2 separate regions of the Anser cygnoides genome follow, and region 1 is linked to region 2. Evidence: chromatin contacts called from public Hi-C data. All regions are on one chromosome and are shown on one strand. Each heading gives the region's core, a stretch centred on a gene start, on an enhancer-like site or on the middle of the called end of the contact. The rest is flanking DNA. Distances are from core to core; before and after follow the strand shown.

Region 1 (6,795 bases), core at 4,214-6,713, 180 kb before region 2:
TCCAGCTTGTAATTGTGCATAAATGGAAGCAGAAGACTCAAAACTAAAAAGAGAAGACAAACTAGGAGTCTGTCGAGGTTACCTTTATTTTTTTTTCTTAAGTTTGTGTAGGATTTTGCAAGATTATCATGTTTCTAAAATAATAAAGCCAATCAGCAGTATTTGCCAATACTTGTAGGTGTCCCAGATTTGGGGGAAGCTTTTGGACTTTTAGAAGAGTCACCGTTCTTCTAAATGTCATATCCCAACAGCAGCACTCATAATTGCTAAACTCTTAAAAGACTGTATAAAAGACTGTATAAAAATACATTACCCTTTAAGACCTGTGGTCATTTTCAGTAAAATCAATGCATTTTTAGTGTGCAAAGTAATATGGAAAAAAAAATCTAAAAAAGTTTATTCCAACAGAATTGACAGTGAAAATTAAGTCATGACAAGGCTGATCATGTAAGAACCAAAAACACTAAAGAGTAACACCAAGAGCCAGCTACCAAAATATGAGATGGGATGAGCAGAGTTCTGTCTTTCATCACTTCATTGTCCAAGTTTGATATTTTTTGTTGTTGCAGTTGTTGTTTTTAATTAAATTTAAAGTCTTGCATTGTATATGCACTCAAAATCACTTCAGAGATTCGAATTTGCTATAAGATTTTTCTGTATGAATTTTAAGCTTTAAAGAAGTATATATGTAAAGACTAGAAGTAAACTATCTTCAATGTAAAAACTGTAGAGAAGCCTTCAATTTGTAGTACACAATACGCCTTTGTACACTGCTATGGAAGTAACTGGTCGTGTTTCAGAAAAGCAGTAATAATGAGATGCACACTTCAACATCACAAATAAAAGCCGTAACAATTATTGGAGGAAAAAATCTGTTACATTTACTTGAAATGAAGCACTTAAGAGTTTTTTAGATGTCACCAGTGAACAAGACTTTCATGCAGTCCCCGTTTTTTATTTTTATTATTATTTTTTTAATGCATAGCTCTTAATTATTTAGTTCTCTACTAGCATTTTAAACTCTAATGTAGTTTTCTCATTTTGCCTGTAGGAGGAGTGTTAGGCAGCTAATAAGCACTTCAGTATTTGGATGTTAGCAAAATAACTTTATTTTTAAAGGTAAGCAATTAAACATTTATCTAGCTAAAAACAGAAGTTTCTTTTCAGAATTTAAAAGAAAAATAATTGAAAATAAACTTTAAATTGCTTTTGTTCAAATAGGAAAAATGCTTTTAAAATCACTGAGAGTGATAATCATAGCTTATACTAAATTCTATGAATTAATCTTTAAAACTGTTGGTACATATTTGATATATTATGCTTTAGGATTTCAGATGACATTACATAGCTAAAAACGTAATCTTACACACGTTAATGATAACTCTGCCTTTAGCTGAATTTTACAATCAAGGTTATGTTCACAGTAAAAATAAATGAAACACTAACCAGTAGTAAGGAATTTTTAAAGGGTAATTTTATTTAAATAATTGCTTAAAACAGCTAAGTAATAATTTAAAACATGACATAGTTAGTAATCTCTTATTAAAATCTGCATGACAAAAAAAAATAAAATATTTTAAAATTGTGACCAAACAACATTATGCTCAATTTCTAAGAAGACAGCATTCATTATTAATAATTTGTTTATGCTACTTTGTCTTGCAGGTGAAAAATACATCTGTGAGAATTAAAACTCACATAAAGCTTTTAATATTCCTTTGTTAGTTAAGAGAATTTAAGAAGAAATCACTACATAGTTCTAACAGATTGAATTCTTTTTCACACTTTTTGTGTCTTTAGTCTTCATTTGATTTTACTTTAAATTGTGGGCTAAATAATTTTAAAATATATAGAAACAGGTAATAAAATTAGCAAGACAAATCTCATACAAACATGTATTGCATTATTATATTCTTATACCTAAATCAGATTTTCTCAGAGCACTTTCTGGCATGTAGCCTGAACTAGTCATGATTTCACAAGAAGTTTAGGCAATAACTACAAGACAAACCCCATCTCTTTAATCTGGAACCAATTGTTTTGTAAACCAATTACAACAGACACGGGAAAAATACTTTTTGATATTAAAATGTCTTGCAAGAGAGTTTACACTTCACATGGATATGAAATGTGTAACCAAAGAACAGCAGTGTATTAAAGGGAATTATAATGCTATGAATATAAAATTATTTGGAGCAGGAAATACTAATACCATTTCTCTGTAAACTTGGATATTTGGGGGGACGACATTTCATGCAACTTAAGTAACTTTCAGTCATTTCACAGAAGGGGGCAGAAATAATGAGATCATTACTATTTTACTGCACTAAGAAAATCTGTTGTTTGCCTACTCAGTTTCTTACAGAAAGCCAATGAAATAAAACAGCTAAAGGGCAAATTCAGTGAAAGCCAGAAGGGCATAAAGCAGAATTCTGGCAGAATTTTGAGCTTTAAATCCAAACCTGATATCAAGAACCTATTAGTGAGCAGAAGGTAGCATCACTACAACATTGAACTTGTACCTTCATGTTCTCCAGACAGCGATTCATGCCCGCCTGCCTGGTGAGAACTACCCTTGCCATCCAATTAATCACTTAGGCTTTCAGGTTATCCCTGAAACTGAGTCAGAACCTACAAATAGCATGTTCTTCCAATCAGCCCCAATCTCATGACCAATAAATTTTCTAGGAAGAGAGGTAATATTTTAAGACGTGTCTGTCAGAATGCAGGAAAAAATCTCAGCAAACATATACAAGACTGTGAGACAATAAATGCTTGTTTCCTTTTATTCAATGTTTGGTTTAAAAGTATGAGATACATTATTGGTATTGATGGCTATAGGGGAGAAAACTATTCAATGAAGAACAGAATTACTAAAACATTTTTTGATGAAAAAATACATTGCATTTTATAACTACATTAAATAAATTATAAATATAAATTCATTACTTGCAGACAAAGTCAATAAAGATTCAAATTGTCTTTCATGCTTAAGTATTTGTTTCACACAAGATTAAACTATGCTTTTGAAGCAACTTACCTGTGACGTCAGTTTTGATGTCAGCAAGCTTAAAAAGTGGTGCAACTTTTTCATAATAAACATGAGTGGCTTCTTGTTTGTGGCTGCTTGGATTAACAAATACTTTTAAGGATTTTGGTCTATTTTGAAAGCCTAAAAAGAAAACACAAAACATTTAATATTGCACGCAACCCAGCTATTCCTACAGCTTAACTGCATTTTTAATATTAGAACCAATATACTTTAACAGGATATGTAAATTAGAGTTTAAAAATGTATCCATTTCTTCTTGGATATGTGCTATGTATCTTTAAATTACAGAACTGCTTACTTTTGTGTGTACAGTTAGGAACAGTAAAAATGAATCACACATTAACCAAAATACCGTAGAACCAAGAAAAAAAAAAGTATATGTCATAACCTAGTTAAAGCCTGAAACAGGAGCATGTTGAATGTTGAGAAACTAAAAGATAAGTGGCAAAAAATATCAAAACATGTTCTTTTTGGAATTTAAAGTGAAACATTGCCAGCAGGCATAATGACAATAACACCCAACAGAACTGACAGCACAATTCAGTACTTTTGTTTTCTGGGATTACAAATCAACATTCAGAAATCTAGGAATTATTGTTCATTTTATTTTTTTAAAAGCTACGTTTAGGTATTCAAAGTAACTTGAACTCTGAACAAGCAACACTGAGAAATACTGTTATGCAAACAGCTCTGAGTCCTGCACATTGAGCCAATGAAATTTCTTCTGCGGAAGTATTTTTTGAATTCACTGTATCCTTTTTTTTTTTTTTTGGCGGGGGGGGGGGGAGGGTATTAGTAAACATTTTTATATAAACACTACTTTTCAAGTTCCTATTTCTAGAATTCCTATAGTTGCTGTTATTGAGTGAGGATGATTTATTACAAAAAGCAAGTGGTGGTGCAAAATACTACCTGAGTTTTGCTAGTTACTTAAAATATATGATTTGAACAATTTTATATTCAATTAATTAATTTATAAATTCTCAATTTACTTTTAGTTTTAAGGTTAGATTACCACTTGTTTAGCCAAATGAAAGCTAGGTCTGATAAAGTACACCGCATTCAACGTTCAGGAAGAAAATTAGCAATAGGCCTCAACTCCAAAAGGAACCAAGAGTGAAAAATTTTTCCTGCCCCATATAGAGTCTTACTTCAAATTTTACAGCCACGCGAACCTTAAAAGTGTTGGCTGGGACTTCCTGAAGTTGTTTCCCCACTTCCTGTACCTCAACAACTGAACAGGAGCAAATCTTCTGAGAAATTATAACTAAACATTGTTTTAGCATCAAAGGAAAAGTACTCCTTAAGATCAAAATATGATTATAAAAGTCCCATAGATTATTCTTTCACTCATTTAAACATATCAAAGAATCTGCAAATGAAAATTAGCACTTTATCCAACTTGTGCTAGTAAATCTTAGAAGATTTCTTAAAGATACTGAAAGAAAATTTAATGCGACAGTGTACTCCCAATGCACTGTTAATGCCTGATGAATCCTGAATGTCTTCAGCAGGAGGCCTTAGTACCTACACAAAGAAGTACATCCTCAGGAAACATGCCACATTGTGCACATGAAATAAAACAGCACTTAAGTAGAGATAGGTTCCCCATTTATGCCAAACTACATAATATGTTAAACACTTTCAACACTAAGAATTTGTTGCTAACCATCACTGATTTTCAATTTGAAGTCACTGGCTGCTTTGTTTCTCTGAGACATACAAAATCCATGATAAAGAAAAAGATAAAGCAGTAGCTTCCCAATCTTATTAGTTACAGAATTTCCCTCCCTCTCATATTTAAGTGATATTAGCATAAGACACACAGACTGTTTAGGAGTAAGGCAACAACACTTTTCCCCTATAAATGGTATGCTGATGAGTTCTCTCTGATGCACCACCATAGCTAACTTGAAAAAACCCTATGAGGAAAACGTTTAATCTTTAAATGCCTGCTGGTAAGTTTTTACAAAAATCATTTTGAGAATATGAAGCAGTATCTTGTATTGCCAAAAGAGCAAAGAAGCATTATACAAAAGTGACCAATACGATCATGAAAGGACACAAGCAAAGGTGCATTCCAAAGGCTCTTGATGGAAGACCAAATCTGTGCTCATTTCTTTTTCATTTCACCAGTGGCATTTGAGTAGATAGATGGTACACTACTCATGTGGTTTCATGCCAAATGATTGCCAACAGACATGAATGGATAATTCTGACAAAAATTATTAATTATCATTCAGAGTGCAATGATAGTGTAACAAACAACTGAGTTTAATGAAAGAAAATCCAATCATAATCAAAGACAAGATTTTCACACAATATAGTGTGAAACACATAGAGTTAAAGTTCTTAAGTATTTTTAAATAATAATAATCTTTTAACTTTCTTTAAACAACACTGTGAATGAATTGGTCTGCAACTGATTTCAGTCTGTCAGCCTTTTGGTGCTGTCCTAACTGGTATTCTGTTATTGTTTTCTGTAGCTGCTCCATTTGAAATGAACCTGCAGCCTAAAGCAGGAAGGCCAACTGTTCCTCTAGTACTAACAAATGTGCTAATATGCACTAGTTTAAACTTGATCTATCAAGTGAATCAGTGAACCATGAAGGGTGGTGGGTCAATCAGGGTGTTCTGAAAACAAAGGCTCGGAGGGCAGCAGAGACGTTATGCTCAGACATACATCTGTGCTGCTTTCAGTTCTTAGTTTTATGAAAATGGGTTTATGTTACAAAAGTTAAGAGCTTGGAATCACGTTGTTATTACATGCATTTATAAATACTTTATACAGCAGTAACAATATTATACATGAGGAAAACTAATAATATGAAACATTTGTTAATGTAACTATGGAGACACCACTGTTAATATTAACTTAGCAAAGTTAATGTTTAACATTAATGGTTTAATTAAAACTTCATGCATGAAGTTTCAGACATTCGTATCAAATCCCAATACGAGAGAGATACTACAGAATGGTACATAAAAATAAAATGCACTTTATGCATTTTTAGCTACTTCATCATTTAATCTTAACAGAAGTGTCTTCTGTTAACTTACAGAGCTTTTAAGTGAAACTCTTTCAAATTAACTCTGTTAACAAGAATAAGACTCATCACAGCTAAAAGAAATTCAAAAAAAAAAATAAAAGAAAATAGGTAAGCATTGCTAATTGTCCTTTTTCTCCCATTTCCAGGGCTGTCTTAACCCTTTAAGTAGCCCTGGGCATTTGCATGCAGAGAGGATTCCAAATTAAGCAGTGAATTCCACTTACACAGTATGTCTACAGCACACGCCCATAAGCCCTGCACAGAAACATGCAATGTATAAATGGAAATCACTGTGAGTCAGGTGCACAATAGGTCTGACATACAACACCAGACTAGGAACAACTGTCTAAGCTGCCATTTGGGGCTTTCCAGGAGCCAATCCAGAATCTGGGCTCCAAAGGTGCATGCCTAGAGGTAGCAGCAGTCATTTTACATCAGTTTAACAAATACACAATGTACAGATCAAAGTTTTCTTGAACATTGTATCATTGAGCAAGCTCTTAATATCTCGCAGGCATGCATCTGGACAACAGCACTTTTATGTAGAAAATAAGAATTTTTTAGAAGTGGGAAGACAGCACGCTTTTTACCCTGTTACACACACACAGAAATGATCAATGCTTAAAAATCTAAAAAAAGAAAGTAAACAAATAGAAATTGTATTTATTTTCAGTTGTCAGAGATGCGCCTTTT
Region 2 (6,775 bases), core at 3,410-5,909:
CGACCATCAGGCTTCCCTCAGCATGTCCTTGCTGTTTCCACAGCAATGTAGATTCAGGAGAAGAGTGATGAGCTGCATTAGGCAGTTGTCATTCTGCCCATAGCCAGCTTCCGTATGCTCTGATCCTGTCTGACCTCAGATAACACCACCTTATTTCTGACCTCATGTAAGGACACCCTTGGAGTAGCTCAGCTTATTCTGTCAGCTTGGTTGGGTGGCTGTGCTAATAAATGTTCAAAAGAGCTAAGCTAACATGAGCATGTGGGAGACAAATCCCCACTTTCCAGTATCTTGGGTACATACAAATCTGTTCTCAGTTCTCATCTGATTTCTAACACACCACTTGAAAACAAAAACGTAAAAGCTGTCAAGAAATGACTCGAGTATTAGATTGTAGTTAGCTAATTAGGGCAGCTGAGAATAAGTCAAACTGGAAAAATGCCATATATTCATATCTGGAGTATAACAGAGCAGTATTGTGTTCTGTGAGCAATGTTACGGTCTGTGAGAAGAAAATGGAGCATCATTAAACAGTCTCCCTGGCCCCAGAAAGAGAACCTGTAGGGAGAATTTATCTAAACAAGAGTTTAATTTCATATAAGACAGAAGTATACCTGATCAATTGAATTCTCCATGTGTAATTGCCTAGTTATAAACAAGACAAGGAAATTACTTGTTCTGTATAAATATGTGGTGGTTTTTTGTGAGTAGAAGTGTGCACAGTAGTCAATGGGAACTGAAGGACACTGAGAAACAAGGGATTTCATTCTCCCTTGTGAATCATGTCTGTTTAGTTTCAGATCATTTCCTCACCTCTCTCAAGAGGAATTTATGTTCAAAGAGTTTAGTAAAGAAATTCAGTTTCTAATTGTCAATGGATTTGACAGGGGTGTAAGGGTGGGAAATGTCTTGTTTGATTCCTGTTACATGGATACGTCTCAGTTACAGCAGCTGACAGATCATGTTCTTTCTTACCTTGTACTATCCATTCTCGTCACAAATTTTGCTGTCTCTGAGATCTCTTCTCATGCCAGAACTAACCTGTTGTAGTGACAGCATCAGTGTGGACCTGTGTGTCTCTGGTGGACACGCTCTTATTAAGAACATGCTTTCATGACATTATTTAAACTGCTTGCAAAGCAATATAATTTAGACTGGAAAAACACTATTTCTATCCAAGGAAGAGTGTTCACACAAGTATAATTGCAACCCTTCAGTTAGACCAGTATAGCTCAAACTATTTCCCTGGACAGGGAGCTCTTGGTCGAGCTCCAGTGCACACTGCCCTCCTGCTCTGCTCTCTGTCATCTCTAAATTTCTCCTCTAGCTTCTGCTACAACCCACTGCCCATGTCTCTCATCACTACCTCAGCTGCACACACAGAAGAAGCACTGCCCTCTTCTTGCTCTATCTCCCTTGCTTTACATCTTTTCCTTCTCTCCTATGTGCAGAATTTTTGTGTATTTTCTATTCCCTGCCTTGGTCTATGGCATACAGTGATCTCAGCTTCCCTTGTTCCTGTTTCTTGTCACCTCTCCTTAAAGATCTATGCTCTCCATTGACACTTTTTTTATCAAAATAAGCATGCAATGCTCTTTCTGTCCTCAAAATGAATGTCTACCAAGATGTACCATTGACCAAAACATACCTCCAACCATCTCTGTCTTTCCTTTTATCTCACAACTCATGTAAAACACTTCACACTTTCTGCTTCAGGTTTGTCTCCTTTGGTCCTTCAGGTTCATTTCTGATATCTCTTTATTGGATTTGAAAAACTGTTTGTTTTTGTGTTTTTGTAAGTTGTTCTTGAATTTCCACAGTGTTTGATGCTGTTTATTGGCATTCCTTGCCCTGCGGATATAAATGATTTGTAACTCCATACAGGACCAGTTCTTGTTCACAAAATTACCCTCTTATAAAGGTTGCTGGATGAAAGGAAAGGCTGGAAACTTTCCAGTTCTGGTAGGTTTAATGTCACCCCACTAAGAGGAACACTAAACGTGCAAGTCCAAAGGGTTCGAGAAATGCAAATCCTTAGAAACAAGACCTGAAATATGACAAAGCTGCTGACAGCAGCTTTCCTTCCTTGTGCAAGTCTCAGCCTGAGTTTACCAAAAATACTTTGAATTTGGACAAGCTTAGAGTTTCAAGAAGGAACGGGACATGACTTACTTTTCATTGTTCCTTGCTCTAAGTTCCTGATTTATTCAATTTTCAGCCTTTGAACTAAACCCAGGATTCTGAGCTTAAAAAAAAAGAAAAGAAAGAAAAGAAAAGAAAAGAAAAGAAAAGAAAAGAAAAGAAAAGAAAAAAAGAAAAGAAAAGAAAAGAAAAGAAAAGAAAAGAAAAGAAAAAAAGAAAAGAAAAGAAAAAAAGAAAAGAAAAGAAAAGAAAAGAAAAGAAAAGAAAAGAAAAGAAAAGAAAAGGAAAGAAAAGAAAGAAAAGGAAAGAAAAGGAAAGAAAAGGAAAAAAAGGAAAGAAAAGGAAAGAAAAGGAAAGAAAAGGAAAGAAAAGGAAAGAAAAGGAAAGAAAAGGAAAGAAAAGGAAAGAAAAGGAAAGAAAAGGAAAGAAAAGGAAAGAAAAGGAAAGAAAAAAGAAAAGAAAGAAAAGAAAAGAAAGAAAGAAAAGAAAAGAAAAGAAAAGAAAAGAAAAGAAAAGAAAAGAAAAGAAAAGAAAAGAAAAGAAAAGAAAAGAAAAGAAAAGAAAAGAAAAGAAAAGAAAAGAAAAGAAAAGAAAAGAAAAGAAAAGAAAAGAAAAGAAAAGAAAAGAAAAGAAAAGAAAAGAAAAGAAAAGAAAAGAAAAGAAAAGAAAAGAAAAGAAAAGAAAAGAAATCTAATGTTGAGTCATTGAAGTCTGTGTCTCTCTGTTATACTATCAATATGAAAGATTATGAACACTTAAATAATCACTCATTTAGCCAGCCTATCTTCGTGCTCCAAAGAGCTTTAAGAGGATACTAGGTACTGCAATAGTTATTTACAGGTAGGGAAGTCAAGGAAGAAATTAGTCATCTACCCAAGGTCATGCAAATGTCAATGGCAGGAACTGGCCTCCTGATTGTCTTGTCTAATTCCGTATCTTTGGGACCACACTGGAGTAATCAGCTCTGTTTTGAACCACATATTTTATCCTGGAGTGTAAGTCATTTGGATGTCTCTAATATAATGGTAAATCCATACTTTGAGTAAACCCACTAAGTCAATTAATATTTGCAAGATGCATGGACATGAGGGTAAAGAGCACAACAGGAAATGCAGACAGTCTGCCTGGACTGGCTCTCCTCACACACAGCACACCGCAAGCAGCAGACACATAGAGACTAAGCTGGATGAAGTGATGTTACACAGACCTAGTTCTTCTTTCAGATCTGCTACACCTCAGTAGAAACTGCACAGTGGTATCTGCACGTGGAAAAAATTGTAAGGCATGGTGGCACAATTAGGCATTGATGTCTGTTTTTAAGAGACACTTAAATTTTAGAGCTCCAAACTACTGTGCATCAAAGATCCCATATGATCTTTGTCAAATATTTGGGAAATCATCATCAGAAGACACACTTTTTGACCATTAACCACATCAAGACAACACTAGAAAAATAATTTAATCTGATGCACAAACTGATTTAGTGCTATGGTTAGGAAGATCCTTGGCTCCTCTGCTTCATCCAATTTCATTTAGTTGTTCAGCTAGATGTTCAGAGGTGCTTTTTTCATTAGAAATCTCTAGCATTCACTGTTTCTTCCATGCCTATGCTCAAGAGCAAACTAAGGCAACAAAAGCAAGCAGTACCAGGAAATATTTCACAGCCATTTCCAACACTACACCAGTGTTTTTTTAAGATGAAAGACTAGACTTAGTTACGCTTTGGTTTGCTGGTTTTGCATGTTACTGTTAGGTGCTCTTGAGTGTCATTGCTAGTGTATTAACAGCTGAATGGAGGTGGAGTTCTTGTTGAGGATTACTGCAACCTACCAGGCGTTGGTAAGCCTGCTTTTCTGGAGAAATGGGAGAGTGCAGGGCCTGGGCAGAGCAGCCCTGGGTCCCCACAGCCACTCAAGCATGGAGCCCTGCTGCCAGCCCAGCCAAAGGGCCGGGTGCTGACCACACACCACCACTTGTCAGTTCACAGTCAAAACACATGAGTGAAGGGCTTTAGACACAGTACTCATGTCTAAACGCTAATCGGGGCCTCTGGATTTCTGAGGCACACAAACGAGCTGTAAATCAAAAGGGAAATTTCTTATTTACAATGGTGCTGTAGGGTGCAGGGCAGAGCTGCAATACTTTGCACTGAGAAAGTCTTTTGTACTAACTTTTCTCTTTTCCTATCTTTTCCTCTTCTAGAAAAAGATGAGAAGAGAACAAACATCTCACAGGCAGAAGTAAGTGAAATATATATATATTTTTTCTTACAATGCATTTACAGTTAAAATAGACCAACTGTTAAAATCCCTTTGCGGCCTACTGGTCCATCCCAGCTGATGTCTTTCTTTGCGCAGTCACCCCACCTCCAACAGCACAGAAGGTCCCCTAGAGCAGGGAGCTGGCCAAGGCACATTTCCCCTCCACCCCGCCGCCCTGCCCGCTCAAAACAAAACTGACCTGGCCCAAGGTGGCCCTGCCAGCTCGTCCCAGCCAACACTGGCTGTGGGGCTGCAAAACCACTGCAAACTCGCCCCTTGCTATTGCTTGCCAAGCCCATGGCTGGCACAGGATTGGTGCTGTCTGCAGGACAGCTGAAAGCTGGCTCCTCCGCTCTCATTTTCTGATCTCCCCTTGCACAGCTCCTGCAGCTCCTCAACCACTTTCTCCTCCCTTGATTGCCCAGAGAAGCTGGCAAAGCTCTAAATAGCAGCAGGAGGTATTGATTGTTTTAGATTTGGACTCTAACACAGACTCACAGTGATTCACTGGGGTGAGGATCAACAACCTATCCCACAGTGTTTATAAATAGCTTGCTTTTTCAAAAGAAGACAATTTTTTATTTATAAATGTTATCACTCCATCCACTGTGATAAGGTAATATGATTGGCTGTATTCATGTGGAAGTGTTTTTCTTAAGAGCTGTCTCAAATGTTCCTTGAAGAGATAGATCTGAATAGCACTGGAATGTATTTCAGTCAGTTTTTGCTAACTGTACATTGCTCTAATTACACTTGTGTTACTCTGTATGTAATTTTACTGTTATTTTAGAACAACTCATTTTCGTATGTGGGTGTGATTTTTGGGGTCAAAAAAGTTTAACTGTGTCTAAAGATACCACTTAAAGCAGGCCTAGCTAAAGGCAGAGTGGTTGATGAAATTATTTGGGGAGTAATATAACACACTGAAAAAGTGCAGAGGGAAGGATCTTCCATTTACTTATGTAAAAATGTATGTATTAAGAATTTCAGTATTACCTTATCTATACACAGAAGCATTCTTTATACCCTGTTTAGTTGGAATATTGATTAAAGTAAATCTTGCATTATTTTAATATCTAAATTATTTATTTACCTTATGAGAGTCAGCTACATAGACTGTTAAAAACACAGGCTGCCTTAATTTTATGCTTAACAATATATTTTTGCAGTGAATTTTCAGTAATATTGGGTCTGTTTTGCCTGGGAGCTATAAAAGTTGCCAGGAACTGGCATCAGGTTTGCAGAGTATCATTTTCATAGAAACTTCTCGGAGTGACGTATGCACCCTCTAAACTTGGGGCAATGCAGAGCATTGCAGGATATTACAAATTGCCCATCACTGCTTGCATGTACTCAGATGTTGTTTCAGTCCCACCCTACTGTGGCCATAAAGGGTGTACCACTTACACTGGCAAGCACCCAGGGTGATTTCAAATATGAAACAAGAATTTGCATTTGTAGCAACCCTCCTTAAAACATTTTTCACATAACAAGAGGGAAAAGTTGCGTGGCAAGACTCTGAGTTGCCAAGCATGGAAGGCTCTCTCCGCCTCGGTCTCTCACCGTCTCTCTCTCTCTTTTAAATCCCCAGTCCCAGAGCGTCTCGCCAAAGCAAAGGAAGCAGAGCGTGTACACCCCGCCTGCCCTCAAAGGTACTGTCCAGGTACTGTCCCTGCCCCTGGCAGCACACTCCCCCCCCATTACACGCGGCAGCTTCGTCCTCTCCCGCGTGTAGGGGACACCCAGGGATGAGCCATGGCCCTGTGTGCCCATGAGTAGCACAGCGCAGGGCACTGAGAAGTTGGAACTTACCTCCCTTGAACACAGGATCAACACAGGAAGCGTGAAGCCTTACTTGTCATGAGAAATCTCAGGAAATGTTTAGAGGGCTTATGAGCTTTTAAGGAACTAACATAAAAGCAGCAGAGTATTAGCTGCAGTCAGGCAGCTCTATCTAGGCCTTTTTTCTCCAATGACTGAACAGAGTTGGACTTGCGAATGCTTGCAGGTAGGTGAGATCTATGGCAATTTATCAGCTCTTCAGACCAGCACGTTTCAGTATAGGACCATTTCCAGACTGCAGACCAAAGCCAGTCCTGCCAGGTGTCTCTGGATATGTTATGACTATTCTCTATTTCCATTCCTTCTGCTCAGCACAATAGAATATCTGATTTGTAGAGTGAACCCTGTGGTTAGGTAACTTACTGTAACAGCCAGTTCTACAGATCTCTTTCTGTAGCTTCAGTTCTCCAGCACTCAGCAACTGTGAAAACATCACCCAGGTGCTGCACAAGACTTGCTATCTGTTTTTCAATATGGGCTGGTTTGTTTATTGGATATTATAAATAATTTTATTATAGTCAATTGTAATA

The links. A called contact is a pair of places that touch in the nucleus more often than the background predicts.
Region 1: a Hi-C map of liver shows a contact between it and region 2, with 1.8 times the contacts expected there. The contact joins two enhancer-like sites. A contact is called at or near these places in 3 of 7 Hi-C or Micro-C datasets (all in liver).

The regions. Positions count from the first base shown.
Region 1 is chr6:16,908,154-16,914,948 of Taihu_goose_T2T_genome, reverse strand. CERKL (ceramide kinase like) reads right to left here. Exons shown (of 13, transcript XM_066999983.1): 3 at 3,041-3,172. Among named protein-coding and RNA genes, the nearest start is that of CERKL, 33 kb to the right of the region's middle. Within about 2 kb of position 5,463, at least 1 of the 3 cell types and tissues checked has open chromatin away from gene starts, as enhancers often do. A contact at or near this core is called in liver, where this site is marked.
Region 2 is chr6:16,729,580-16,736,354 of Taihu_goose_T2T_genome, reverse strand. It overlaps a transcript of ITPRID2 not described here. Among named protein-coding and RNA genes, the nearest start is that of ITPRID2, 75 kb to the left of the region's middle. Within about 2 kb of position 4,659, at least 1 of the 3 cell types and tissues checked has open chromatin away from gene starts, as enhancers often do. A contact at or near this core is called in liver, where this site is marked.